2 separate regions of the Sus scrofa genome follow, and region 1 is linked to region 2. A link is a contact called in public Hi-C data. All regions are on one chromosome and are shown on one strand. The core of a region is the stretch at or near the end of the contact, and the rest is flanking DNA. Distances in the headings are between cores, read along the strand shown.

The links. Hi-C and Micro-C count contacts between places; a contact is called where the count stands out from the background.
Region 1: a contact with region 2 is called in a Hi-C map of liver, with 3 times the contacts expected there. The contact joins two enhancer-like sites. A contact is called at or near these places in 2 of 47 Hi-C or Micro-C datasets (epiblast stem cells and liver) and 1 of 2 datasets of contacts at active chromatin or transcription factors (alveolar macrophages).

What each region holds. Positions count from the first base shown.
Region 1 is chr17:39,197,786-39,203,986 of Sscrofa11.1, reverse strand. PHF20 (PHD finger protein 20) reads right to left here. Exons shown (of 18, transcript XM_021078131.1): 10 at 6,024-6,201. Among named protein-coding and RNA genes, the nearest start is that of CNBD2, 44 kb to the left of the region's middle. Within about 2 kb of position 2,711, at least 5 of the 83 cell types and tissues checked have an H3K27ac peak or open chromatin away from gene starts, as enhancers often do. A contact at or near this core is called in liver, where this site is marked.
Region 2 is chr17:39,100,848-39,107,399 of Sscrofa11.1, reverse strand. The region is part of intron 1 of PHF20 (PHD finger protein 20); the gene reads right to left. Among named protein-coding and RNA genes, the nearest start is that of PHF20, 11 kb to the right of the region's middle. Within about 2 kb of position 1,534, at least 15 of the 83 cell types and tissues checked have an H3K27ac peak or open chromatin away from gene starts, as enhancers often do. A contact at or near this core is called in liver, where this site is marked.

The DNA of each region.
Region 1 (6,201 bases), core at 1,462-3,961, 95 kb before region 2:
TGACTATTACCTGGTGGGGATATCTAGCCTCACTCAGTGGGTTAAGGACACAACGGTGCTGTGAGCTGTGATGTAGGTCACAGACTCGGCTCAGATCTGGCATTGCTGGGGCTGTGGTGTAGGCTGGCAGCTGCAGCTCCGATTCAACCCCTAGCCTAGGAACCTCCATACACCTCAGGTGCAGCCCTAGAAATCAAAAAACATTAAAAAAAATCTAGGAGTAACAAATGCTGGAGAGGGTGTGGAGAAAAGGGAACCCTCCTACACTCTTGGTAGGAATGTAAATTGATACAGCTGCTATGGAGAACAGTATGGAGGTTTCTCACAAAAACTAAAAATAGAGTTGCCATGTGATCCAGCAATCTCACTCCTGGGCATATATCCAGACAAAACTGTAATTCAAAAATATACACGTGCCGCCCCCCCCCCAATATTCATAGCAGCACTATTCACAATAGCCAAGACATGAAAATAACCTAAATGTCCATCAACAGATAAGGGCTCAAAAAGATCTGCTACATGTACACAATGGAATATTCCTCAGCCATAAAAAAGCAATGAAATATTGCCATTTGCAGCTACATGCATGGACCTAGAGATTATCATAGTAAGCAAATTAAGCCAGAAAGAAAAAGACAAATATCACGACATCACTTATATATGCGGAATCTAAAATACGACACAAATGAACTTACCTACAAAACAGAAACAGACTCACAGACACAGAGAACAGACTTGTGGTTATAGGAGGTCAGGGGGAAGGGTCAGAATGGGAGTTTGAGACTAGCAGATGCAAAATATTACATATAGAAAGGATAAACAACAAGGATCTACTGCAGCACAGGGGATTATATCCAATATCCTATAATAAACCATAATGGAAAATAAATAAAAAATAAACTGACCTTCCAAATTAACTTATGTGACTAAGGGCCTGGCTGAGGGAAGAGGAAACATCTGAAGGCCGGAGTGGGAAGGGGTACCTTAGGGACATGTGATCATGACACTTTTTCCCCCTCAATGCCTCTGAACTTTGCTCTGCTTGTTCCTGGCATAGGGATGCCTTTCCTATTCCCCTGCCATCTGGTCCAACCCCTACCTACCCTCTCCCTTTAAGACTTAACTCAAATGTCACCCCCAGCTCTCAGCCTCCCAGCCCATTTTACAGGAAAAACCTGAATCTGAGTTCCCACAGCACTTTATATGTTCCTTATATAAAACGTAGCAGTTCTCACTGTATCTGTTTATGTGCTTTTCTCCTCACATGAAAGAGCCCCGTCTCATTCCTAGTCTTACATCTTCATTTTGGAGAGGAGGAAATCAGATCTGCGAAGAGCTCAGATAAGTGAACAGTAGCCACACTATTACTAAGATTCGGTCTATGGAGTTCCTGTCATGGCTCAGTGGTTAACGAATCTGACTAGGAACCATGAGGTAGCAGGTTCAATCCCCAGCCTCGCTCAGTGGGTTAAGGATCTGGCATTGCTGTGAGCTGTGGTGTAGGTCACTTGCCTGGGAACCTCCATATGCCATGGGTACGGCCCTAGAAAAGAGAAAGAAAAAAAAAAAAAGATTCAGTCTATGGACACTCAGACCAGAACTGCTTTTCTCTGCCTAACCTGACCAGCAGGGAAATTAGGGGCAGGGGCAGGCAGTGGAAGGTGGGGGTGGGGCAGACCAAAAATAAAAATGTCTGTAGAGCACTTTCTGGTCCTGATGGAATCTTCATCTGAGAAATCTTTTAGTACCCAAGTTCCCAGTTGTCATAATCAGATTACTCACCATAAAGAGAGTACTTTTTTACCTTATTTATTCCCAAGCAGGAGTTCCCATCATGGCTCAGTGGAAATGAATCCGACTAGTATCCATGAGGATGCAGGCTCAATACCTGGCCACCCTCAGTGGGTTAAGAATCCAGCATTGCCATGAGCTGTAGTGTATGTTGCAGACATGGCTCGGATCCTGCACTGCTGTGGCTGTGGTGTACGCCAACAGCTCTAGCTCCAATTTGATCCCTAGCCTGGGAACTTCCATATGCCACAGGTGCGGTCCTAAAAAAATAAAAAAAAATTAAAAAAAAAAAAATCCCCAAGCAGCATACATTCTGTAATATTCTGTTTTTCACTTAAGCATAATGTCAAATTCACACTGCCTGTGAACTAGGACACAGGCTGCCTGGTGTCAGAGTCTCATCTTGAAACATCTCCCCAACCAAACTTCTGCCACCACCTGAAATTCCACCCTAAGGATAAGGGCTTCCTTAGCAGTTGAGGTGAAAACTAAATATGCTGCGAGAACAGGTGAGCTATTGAGCTGGTTTTATTTTTTCAAATCTTAAGAAATTTAGTTATCAGATTAGTCAAGTACCCAACAACCATTAGGAAACAGAAAGAGGCTCTGATGTGAGAAAAGTGGGGGCAATGCCTGGAACAGAGGGTGCCTTCTGGAGGGCTGGGACCTACAGAATATTCTGATTATGCCTCTACGTTTTTCACATTGATATCTAGCAGCATGATGAAAGCTAAACATGCCAACTGACTCCAGTTCACAGATGGTCAAAACCGAGGATCCTGCTGGTTAGTAGCAGAGGTAGGAAGTGTGGCCAGAGCTTTAATTTCCCAGCTAGAGCATAGAAAGATGAAGGGTCTGGTTTCCTTCAGCCTGGGAACTGCTGGCAATCTCAGCAATCTGAGTTGTGAAATCATCTGTGTCCACCTGACATGGGGGGCGGGGGCAGCACGTCCCTTCCGGGCTGCACAAACCTGCTCTCAATCTGAGATGGTGCAGGAATGACCAGGCTATACTCTAACAGCGGGTGAGAGGCTGTGTGGCACACTCTGCCACCAAACTGACCAGTTCTACAAAGGAACAGCAGAAAGGTAACAAGTTAAAACAGAAGGATTTAAAAGACCCTTTTGTTTCCTCAAAGCATTTTGTAATTGTCCACCCCTGCCAACCTGGCAACTGTACCCAGAGCAGATCTTGTTATTTTAAAAACCTGGCAGGGAAAAATCCTCAATTCAGGGATTTCCAAATCCCAGTAAAAGATGTCCTTCTATATTGAGAGAGAATAAAATCCCCGTATATTGGTATGAGAACGGCAGAACATAAAAAAAAAAGGGCAGAACATAAAAAAAAAAAAACAAAAAACGTTTTGCGGAGTTCCTGTCATGGCTTGGCGGTAACAAACCTGACTAGGACCCATGAGGGTATGGGTTTGATCCCTGGCCTCACTCAGTGGGTTAAGGAGCTGGCGGTGCCAGGAGCTGTGGTGTAGGTCGAAGACGTGGCTCAGATCCCACATTGCTGTGGCTGTGGTGCAGGCCAGCAGCTGTAGCTCCGATTTGACGCCTGGGAATTTCCATATGCTGCAGCTGCCCTAAAAAAGCAAAAAAGACTTTTTTTTTTTAATCTTTTCGGGCCACACCCACAGCATATGGAAGTTCCCAGGCTAGGGGTTGAATCAGAGCTGCAGCTGCCAGCATATGCCACAGCCACAGCCACGCCAGATCCAAGCCCCACCTGCAACCTACACTGCAGCTCCTGGCAACACCAGATCCTTAACCCACTGAGTCCTTATGTCTATTATCCGGGTTCTTAACCTGCTGAGCCACAACAGGAACTCCTCGCTCAGGTTTCTTAATTTGGTAACCACAATGGTAACAACTTGTCTTTTGGTTTTGCAGCTCATCAGAGATAAACTGAGTTTAGAACTCAACTCTCTGACTGCTTGGGTTAATGTTTTCTCTAAGATAAAGAGCTAGTATTTACTAAGAATTTACTATGGGCCTGACATTGTGCTAAGCCTTTTACATTAGGTCATTTAATGTAACAAAGTTCTGAGATAGCTAGTTATATTATCTCCATTTCACAGATAGAGAAACTGAAGCTCAACAGTTCTTCTGTCCAAGGTCTCACAGAAAGCAAGTAGTGGAGGCTAGATTCAAATTCAGGTGTGTAGACTCCAAGCCTGCACATATTGTTCAACACAAATCAAGACCTCAAGTAAAATTAATCAGGAATTCCAAAACCAAACAAGAGATCTGTACATGACCAGGAATACCCACCCTCTAAGTCAGGTGCATTACACTGGGCAAAGCCTCCCCATGGACAATTACCATGTTCATCCGTTATAACCCATAGTGGGAAAGAAAGGAAAAGCAATTTACAGAGTTTCTACTTCTTCCTAGCATTTTGTTTACCTTAAAAAAAATAATCTTGGAAGTTCCCATGTGGCACAACAGCTGAGGGTAATAGAGCTGTATGGACCAACTCTGTGGCCACTTAGCCATATGTACCTACTGAGCACCTGAAATGTGGTTGGTCTCAACTGAAATGTTCAGTAAGTTTAAAACACACACTGGATTTTAAAGGCTTAATACAAGAAAAAGAATACATAATAGCTTATTAAACAGTAATTCTTACACTAATTACATGCTTAAATGATAGATATAGCATTTTGGATATTTTGAGCTAAAATTTACTCAAAGAAATTTCACTTGTTTCTTTTTATGTTTTAAAATGTGGCTACCAGAAAAAGCTACAGGCTGACCGCATTACATTTCCTTTTATTTATTTGGCCATACCCTCAGCATGCACAAGTTCTTGGGCCAGGGATCGAACAAAGCCAACAGCAGTGACAATGACGAATCCTTAACTGTTAGGCCACCAGAGAACTCCATCACATTATATTTCTAATGGATGATAGAGCACATATGACTAAGAAACTGCAGCTTGACACATTAGTTAAGGACTGACCTCTCACAGAGCCAGAGATCATCTTAGTCTGTTTGATCCGGAAACCTGACTTTATACTTCCTTGGGAATGCTGTCAGATGTCCCAGGAGTTCCACACACCATCTAATACCTATGTATTGTAATGGAAAAGTACCAGCCAAAAAATATATAATGACATTAAAATTTCAGGTAAAAAGAAGTTGGGGGAAGTTCCCTCATGGCACAGCACATTAAGAATCTAGCACTGCCACTGCTGTGGCTCAGGTTGCTACCATGGTGGTGGTTCAATTTCTGGTCCCAGAACTTCCATGTGCCATAGGTGTGGCAAAAAAAAAAAAAAAAGAAGAAGAAGAAGAAGCTGGGAAGCCTTGTGGAATTTACTGGAAATTCATTAATTATTCTGAAATCCCCCAGAAACATGTAATTTTTCAGTTTGAGAAGAAACTGCCAAAAGATTCTGTTATAATAAGACATGAACATGAGACTTTATGGTAACCCTTACTACCACCATTGTAGTTTCTATGCAAAGCAAAGTGTTGCTAGAAAACTTCTTCGGTTGCAATTACAAAGAAACTGGACTCAAAACTGGACCCAGGAGGAGACACACATCACCTCTTAGTTCTTTAGTTCTGTTAGCGGGGATGAGGCATAGGTCTGGGGGAGGGGATGGCTGTGCCCGTGCTGTTCTGAGCACTAGTTCTCCTGCCGGCTTCTAAAGGAGCTTCCTTTCCTTGGAGTTCCCGTCATGGCTCAGTGGTTAACAAATCTGACTAGGAACCATGAGGTTGCGAGTTTGAGCCCGGCCTTGCTCAGTGGTTTAAGGATCCAGCATTGCCGTGAGCTGTGGTGTGGGTCGAAGATGCGGCTTGGATCCCGTGTTGCTGTGGCTCTGGCGTAGGCCGGTGGCCACAGCTCCAATTAGACCCCTAGACTGGGAACCTCCATATGCTGCAGGAGCGGCTCAAGAAAAGGCAAAAAGACAAAAAAATAAAGAAATAAACAAAGGAGCTTCCTTTCCTTGACTGTCCCCGCTCCATACTGGGAGTACCAAGCCCCTCAGAGACTAAGGGATTTTCTAAAGTAACTGGACCGGCAAGAGGTGGAGGTAAGAATGAGAGTCAGGGATTTCTGCTTCCTCCAGGAGGGCCACAACTCCATGATACAATTCCCGATGATCACTTATCATTTCCAATTTTGGGGGGTTCAACTGGACCAGTCCAACCTGACACCTGCTTTCCGTGTCAGCCCTTCATTATACAGATACAATCCAGAACCAAAATGCTTACTTGGGGAACTGGCAGAGACCCGCTTCCTGGTCAGGCTCTCCTGGCTGGTCTTGTCTGAAGCTGAAGAGCCCCTTGTCTGGACATGCCTCTTTCCTGGGTTCTCCTCCGGCTCTGGTGACTTCTCCATTCCGTGGAAATACTTCATGTGATAGTGCAAGAGCTTGGCTTTGCGGAAAAA
Region 2 (6,552 bases), core at 285-2,784:
GGCAAAAAGACAAAAAAAAAAAAAAAATAGCAGAATTTTCTGAATTCATAACACTTTTACAGTTAATGTTGTACTTACATGGACTCTGGATTTTATTTGGGGAGAGATTTAAGAGTACTGTAGCCATGGTACTACATGGAGTTCCTGCCCTCAGCAACCCAACTGTGCTCTGAGAGAAGAGGCTGTGGGCTTAAAGTAATAAAGAATTAAAGTGATAGGTGGGAAGTTCCTGTCAGGCTTAGCAGTTAACGAACCGGACTAGCATCCATGAGGACACAGGTTCGATCCCTGGCCTTGCTGAGTTAAGGATCCAGCATTACCATGAGCTGTGTGGTGTAGGTTGCAAACACACCTCAGATCCCAGCAGCTACAGCTCTGATTTGACCCCTAGCCTGGGAAACCTCCATGTGCCTCGGGTACGGCCCTAAAAAAACAAAAAAAAATTTTAAATAAATAAATAAAGTGATAGGTGAGCATGAAACAAGATTTTTTTTTTTTCTTTTCTGCTGGCCACCCCGAGGCACATGGAGTTTCTGGGCCAGGGATCAGATCCAAGCCACAGTTGCAGTTGTGACAATGCTGGATCCTCAACCCACTGTGCCGGGCCAGGGATTGAACCTACGTCTTAGCACTGCAGAGATGCTGCCAATCCAGCTGCGCCATAGCAGGAATTTCACAAGGTCTTTTAATGAGTCTGCTCTAGACAGGATTAGGGGAAAATAAATTCTGGAAAGATTGTCAAGCACCAGAAACTACAGAAAAGGCTTTATGAAACCTAACAGTGCTTACACCAGGCTTGCACTAAACCTCCATTAAAGGGTGATGATGACTTTTAAAGGTAATGCAACCCCCTTGCAAACTGAAGGACACTTCAAGTGAAAGACAAGCTTAAATCTTTATGCCTCCTTCATTCAATAAATATTCGCTGAGTGCCTACTACATGCCAGGTGCTGGAGATAGGTGCCAGAAGGATGAGACACCCCAGCCCTGTTCTCTAGTGGGGAATAGGAACATGATAAACACATATACATAGAAGATAATTTCTGGGAGGACAAATTCTATGGGGAAAACCCAACAAAACAATGTAAGCCAATGATGGGGAGGACCACTTTAGATAAGGCTGTTAGAAAGAACTCTGAGGGGAGTTCCCACCATGGCTCAGCAGTTAAAGAACCCGACTAGCATCCATGAGGACGCAGGTTTGATCCCTGGCCTCGCTCCGCAGGTTAAAAATCCAGCATTGCCATGAGGTGTGGTGTAGGTCACAGATGTGGCTCAGATCCTGCATTGCTGTGGTATAGGTGCAGCCCTAAAGAGACAAAAAAGACCAAGAGAAAAGAGAAAGAACTCCGAGGAGCTAAAGTCTGAGCAGTGATCTGAATGACCAGGAGACAACCAAGAGAAGATCTAGGGGAAGAGTGAGGGGAATGCCCCAGAGGTAAGGCGCCTAAGGCAGGCATGCGCTGCCCTCACCCACACAGCCCTAAGCCTAGGAGATGGAGATGTCCCTACAGCCCTCACTGCCTGCCCAGAGAAGCACAAACAATATCAGCAGGTCCAGACAACCCTAGGTCTCACAGGAGGAAGCTTCCAAGGGGACTCTGCCAAAGTTCTGTCTTGGAGGAAGGCCAGGGAATACTTAAGGATAGGACCTGACTTTCTAGCCAATTCTGGCCTCGCTCGTTGTCCACTAAGTGAAAATGAGAAAAATCACCCAGCCTCTTTCTGTTTGCCCATCAATAAAAGGGGATTAATAACCCCTACCTCCTGGAGTTGTTTGGAATAAGTGAGTCAATGGATGTTAAGTGCTCAGCAAAATACACACTAAATATTCACACTAAATACTCAGCATTGGTGATAAAATGGTTGTGTGATAACAGCAACACCAGCAAAAAGGACATCAGACACAAAGGATTACAAGTCAATATCATTATGCAATATTAACCAATAGTATCCAACAGAAAGAACATAAAAGAGCACATCTTTAGTCCTGGGGAAGTGACAAGGTGGTTCAAGTAGGGGCAAGGGCCCCTCCACTATCATTTCCTCAACACAGAAGGAAGACAAGGTCTAAAACCAATCATATCATTCCTTCAGGCCCTTGCCCAGGTCACACTAAAAGAGCCGAATTAGCCTCTTTTACTTGAGATGGTAAGGAAGGAAAAAAAGAAAGGAGGGAAGAATGAAAGAACTAGGCCAAAAAAAGTCCTTACCCTCTTCCCAGATACTTGAAATCCTTTTTCCAAGGGCCAAGTTTTTCCTTCCACAATTAAAATTCAGACAGAGAGCAAATACAGGTTGAGTTTACTCATTCCAAATTACTGAAAATGAATTGGTTAAATCAGTGGATCTTCCCAGAAACAGTGGAAAGGGCCTAGTGCCCAGGCTTGGCTCAGGAATACATTTGTTAAATGACCTTTGGCGCATTACTCAACCTCACTGAGCTAATCATCTTACCCTCACCAGTTCCTTCTCCTTTTCTCCCCATCACAATGTGAGGCCCCAAGACTGGCCAATGTGCCAAGTAGAAACATGAGCATTGCCCATGCCTGCCACTCTCAGTCACCATTCTGTCACACCTACTTTCTACATTTCTACCATTGCCCAGTGGCGGCCCAGTTGAACTGGGCCCCCATCAGCTCTAATCCGATTACTGCAGCAGCTCATATTGGAGCTCAAAACCTCCATCCACACCCTCCCCAGATACAAATCAAAACTATCTTAAGAGACTGGCTTTTTTTTTTCCTCTTTTTTTGGCTACCCCATGCCATATGGAGTTCGCAGGCCAGGAATCAGATCCGAGCCACAGCTGTGACCTATGCCACAGCTGCGGCAACACCAGATCCTTAATCCACTGTGCCAGGTGGGGATCAAACCTATGTCCCAGCACTCCAGAGACACCACCGATCCCATTGTGCCACAGTGGGAACTCCTAATTTGACTTCTGATTACCTATTTATGACAGGCACTTTCCTAAGGGCTTTATACATCATCTCATTTAGCACCTACCTCATAAGTTTGTAATGAGGATTATTATATACGTTTTATAGATGAAAAAACAAAGGTTCAGAAAGTAAGCTGCCCAAATGACAAAGCTACTAAGTATTGGAGTATTGGAACAAGAAATTGAACCTGGGTAGTCTAAGTAGTCAACTACAACTCTGTAGCTAACTTTCATCAGTGCTACTACAGTAATATTTCCTTCTTTCTTTCTTTCTTTTTTTTTTTAAGGGCTGCACCAGCTGCATAGGAAATTCCCAGGCTAGGGGTCAAATCGGAGCTGAAGCTGCCAGCCGCCACAACAACTCAGGATGAGAGCTGAGTCTGCAACCTACACTACATCTCACAGCAATGCCAGATCCTTAACCCACTGAGTGAGGCCAGGAATCAAACCGGCATCCTCATGGATACTAGTCAGGTTCATTACTGCTGAGCCACAATGGGAACTCCTACAGTAATATTTCTAAAGCATAAGACTTCTCTGTTTAAAACACTTCAGGATACATGTCAATTATATCTCATTTAAAAAAAAAAAAAAAAAAAAAAGCTCAGTAGTTCTCCTACAGAACGGAATTCAAACAATTAAATTCAGTGTGGTATCAAGGCTGTCAGCGAGTTACCATTATGACCCAAGCCAAGCCTGGGGTTGTTAAAGACAGGAGCTTAAAAGGAGAGGAGCAGACAAGCTCAAGAGAGAAGTAGAAACACATAGTGGTTTTGAGACAGAACTGTGAAGTAAGAAAGCCTGAGTTTGGATCCCAGCTCCACCATTTTCCAGATAATCCTGCATAAGTCATTTCCTCTCCGAGCCTCAGGCTCCTCGTCTATTAAATGAGAATAAGACCAGCACCTATTCATAGCTTCACACAGGTGTGGTGAAGATAAAAATTACTTAGCAAAGAGCCTGATGCACAATAAGTTCTCAAGGTTATTACACACTCACTCTTTGCAGTTCCCACCTCCAGACCTTTGCTCAAACAAGCTACTCCCTCTGCCTGGTTCTTCAGACTGGGCTCAGCCATCAGCACTTCACCAGCTGCTAGGCCAGGGTCCAGTTCATTATTCTATGGCAGCCTTGCCTGCTGTCTGGACCAAAACACAGCATTCTACATTGAAACTGCCTGTTTCTGAGCTGCCACCTCCTTGGGCATTTAACAGGCACCCCCAGCATCTAACAAGAGAACCCCATCCTTGGCAGTCAGATGCTTGTTAAATGAGCTAACCTCAGCTTCCTCATTGTCAAAATTGGAAGAAAAACAGGAAAGAGACCAATATCACCCCGCTTAGGGGATGTAGGGATTCAATGAAACAATCAAATGGAGGCTCTTTGAAAAGTGCTATCCACAAGCAAATGCAGGAATGCCATTACTTCTTGGGAGCAGGGGGAGGAGGGCAAAGCACAGGAAACAAGGCACCTGAAGACAGACCACATTTTTGCCCTGGAGCCTAAGAAAAGCTCTACTTGTTCTTCAATAACTAGGAGGGTTCTAGTCTATAAATGGTGGCAGGCAGCTCTAGAGTGGGTTTGTGTGGGTTTCTTTTAGGGAAGGGAGTCTTTTTTTAAACACACCTGACTAAGCTGTTCTTACAGGAGGATTCCTTAATAGAGGTATCACTATATTATAGAGGAAAACAGTTTGGAGATGGAGTCATTACCCCACAGGACCTCCAAAGACATTTTCCTAAATGACAACCATTTCACTCTGCATGAGGTTTTAGAAATAAGTCAAAATTATTTAACAGTCAATTAATTAGTTTATTCTTTAAGTATGAACTTTCACTCCTGGTCTTTATTATTAATACCATTTAAACATTTACTGAGTTTTCACTAAAGGATAAACCCTTGACAAATCTCATTCCCAACAAGGCAGAGAAGTGAGAAGTATTATCCCATTTTAGAAAGGAGAGTAAAGAGACTCAGAGCAAATAACTTGCCCACCAGTCACCTTGCTAGGAGGAAGAGCTGGATTTAAGATGCAGGACCTCCTCCAAAACCCACTGTACTTATACCGCTTTTAAAAATAAGTCCTGTTGTGGCGCAGTGGTTAACGAATCTGACTAGGAACCATGAGGTTGCAGGTTCGGTCCCTGCCCTTGCTCAGTGGGTTAAGGATCCAGCATTGCCGTGAGCTGTGGTGTAGGTCGAAGACTCAGCTCGGATCAAGCGTTGCTGTGGCTCTGGCGTAGGCCAGCGGCTGCAGCTCCGATTGGACCCCTAGCCTGGGAAACTCCATGGGCCGAGGAAGCCGCCCAAGAAATGGCAAAAAGACAAAAAATAAATAAATAAGTAAATTAAATAAATAAATAAAAATAAGCCCTTTGGGAGTTTCCACTGTGGCACAGCAGGTTAAGGATCCAGTGCTGTCTCTATGGCAGCAAGGAATTGATTCCTAGCTTGGCACAGTGGGTTGAGGATCTGGCGTTGCTACAGCTGTGGCACAAACTGCAGCTGCAGCTCAGATTCCATCCCTGGACCAGAAACTCCCATACGCCATGGGTGTGGCCAAAAAAAAAAAAGCCCTTTGGCATATTTGAACACTAACGATATTAAAGGATTACTGTTAAATTGCTATGCATGAAAATAAGAAAAAAGTTTAAGTGTCTTTCTTACAGAGAGTACTGACTTAGTTATGGATGAAACACTAACAAGATCCATGAGGGAGTTCCTGTCGTGGCGCAGTGGCAGTGGTTAACGAATCCCACTAGGAACCATGAGGTTGCTGGTTCGATTGCTGGCCTTGATCAGTGGGTTAAGGATCCCAAGTTGCCGTGAGCTGTGGTGTAGGTCGCGACACGACTCGGATCCTGCGTTGCTATGGCTCTGGCGTAGGCCAGTGGCTACAGCTCCGATTAGACCCCTAGCCTGGGATCCTCCATGTGCCTCGGGAGGGGCCCTAGAAAAGGCAAAGAGACCAAAAAAAAAAAAAAAAAAAAAAAATCCATGAGGGAATTTTACAAACATTTTGTAAGAGGGATAAAACAAAATAATAACATATACTCAAACTCTTCACAATTCACCAAGCTTTAATGACCTAATAAATTCGATTTTCTTATTCCTATCTTACTGATTAAGAAATGAAGAGAAAGGGTAATATTTACTGATACTTACAATGACGGATGTGAGAGAGAAAAGAGAAGTCCAGGTAGGTTAGGAACTTGCCATGCTGGAAGTGTGTGTCCAATGTCTGTGCCACAGGGAGGGTCCCAAGAGGTTTGAGCCCCATAACCAAGTTACATAGGGCCCCAAGAGAGTGGCAGATGCTGGAAATCAAAACTCCAGCATTCTGTCTCCAAACCCTGGTCCTTTACCACTATATACCATGCAGCCTGCACATGAAAGGTGACCTCTTTAATATCTTGCCTTTCCGAATTGCAGATCTCTAATTTTCATATAGGTCACAGCTTGACCAACTTCCTACAGGCACTCACCACTCCATGAGACCAAGGCACAGTCAAGTAGCCCAAACTTGCCATGCCTAAGAGCCTCAAGAAGCGGAAAAAGGCAGCCTGGGCTGGGAGAGGCTGGCTTTCATAATTAAGGGATGTTTCCAT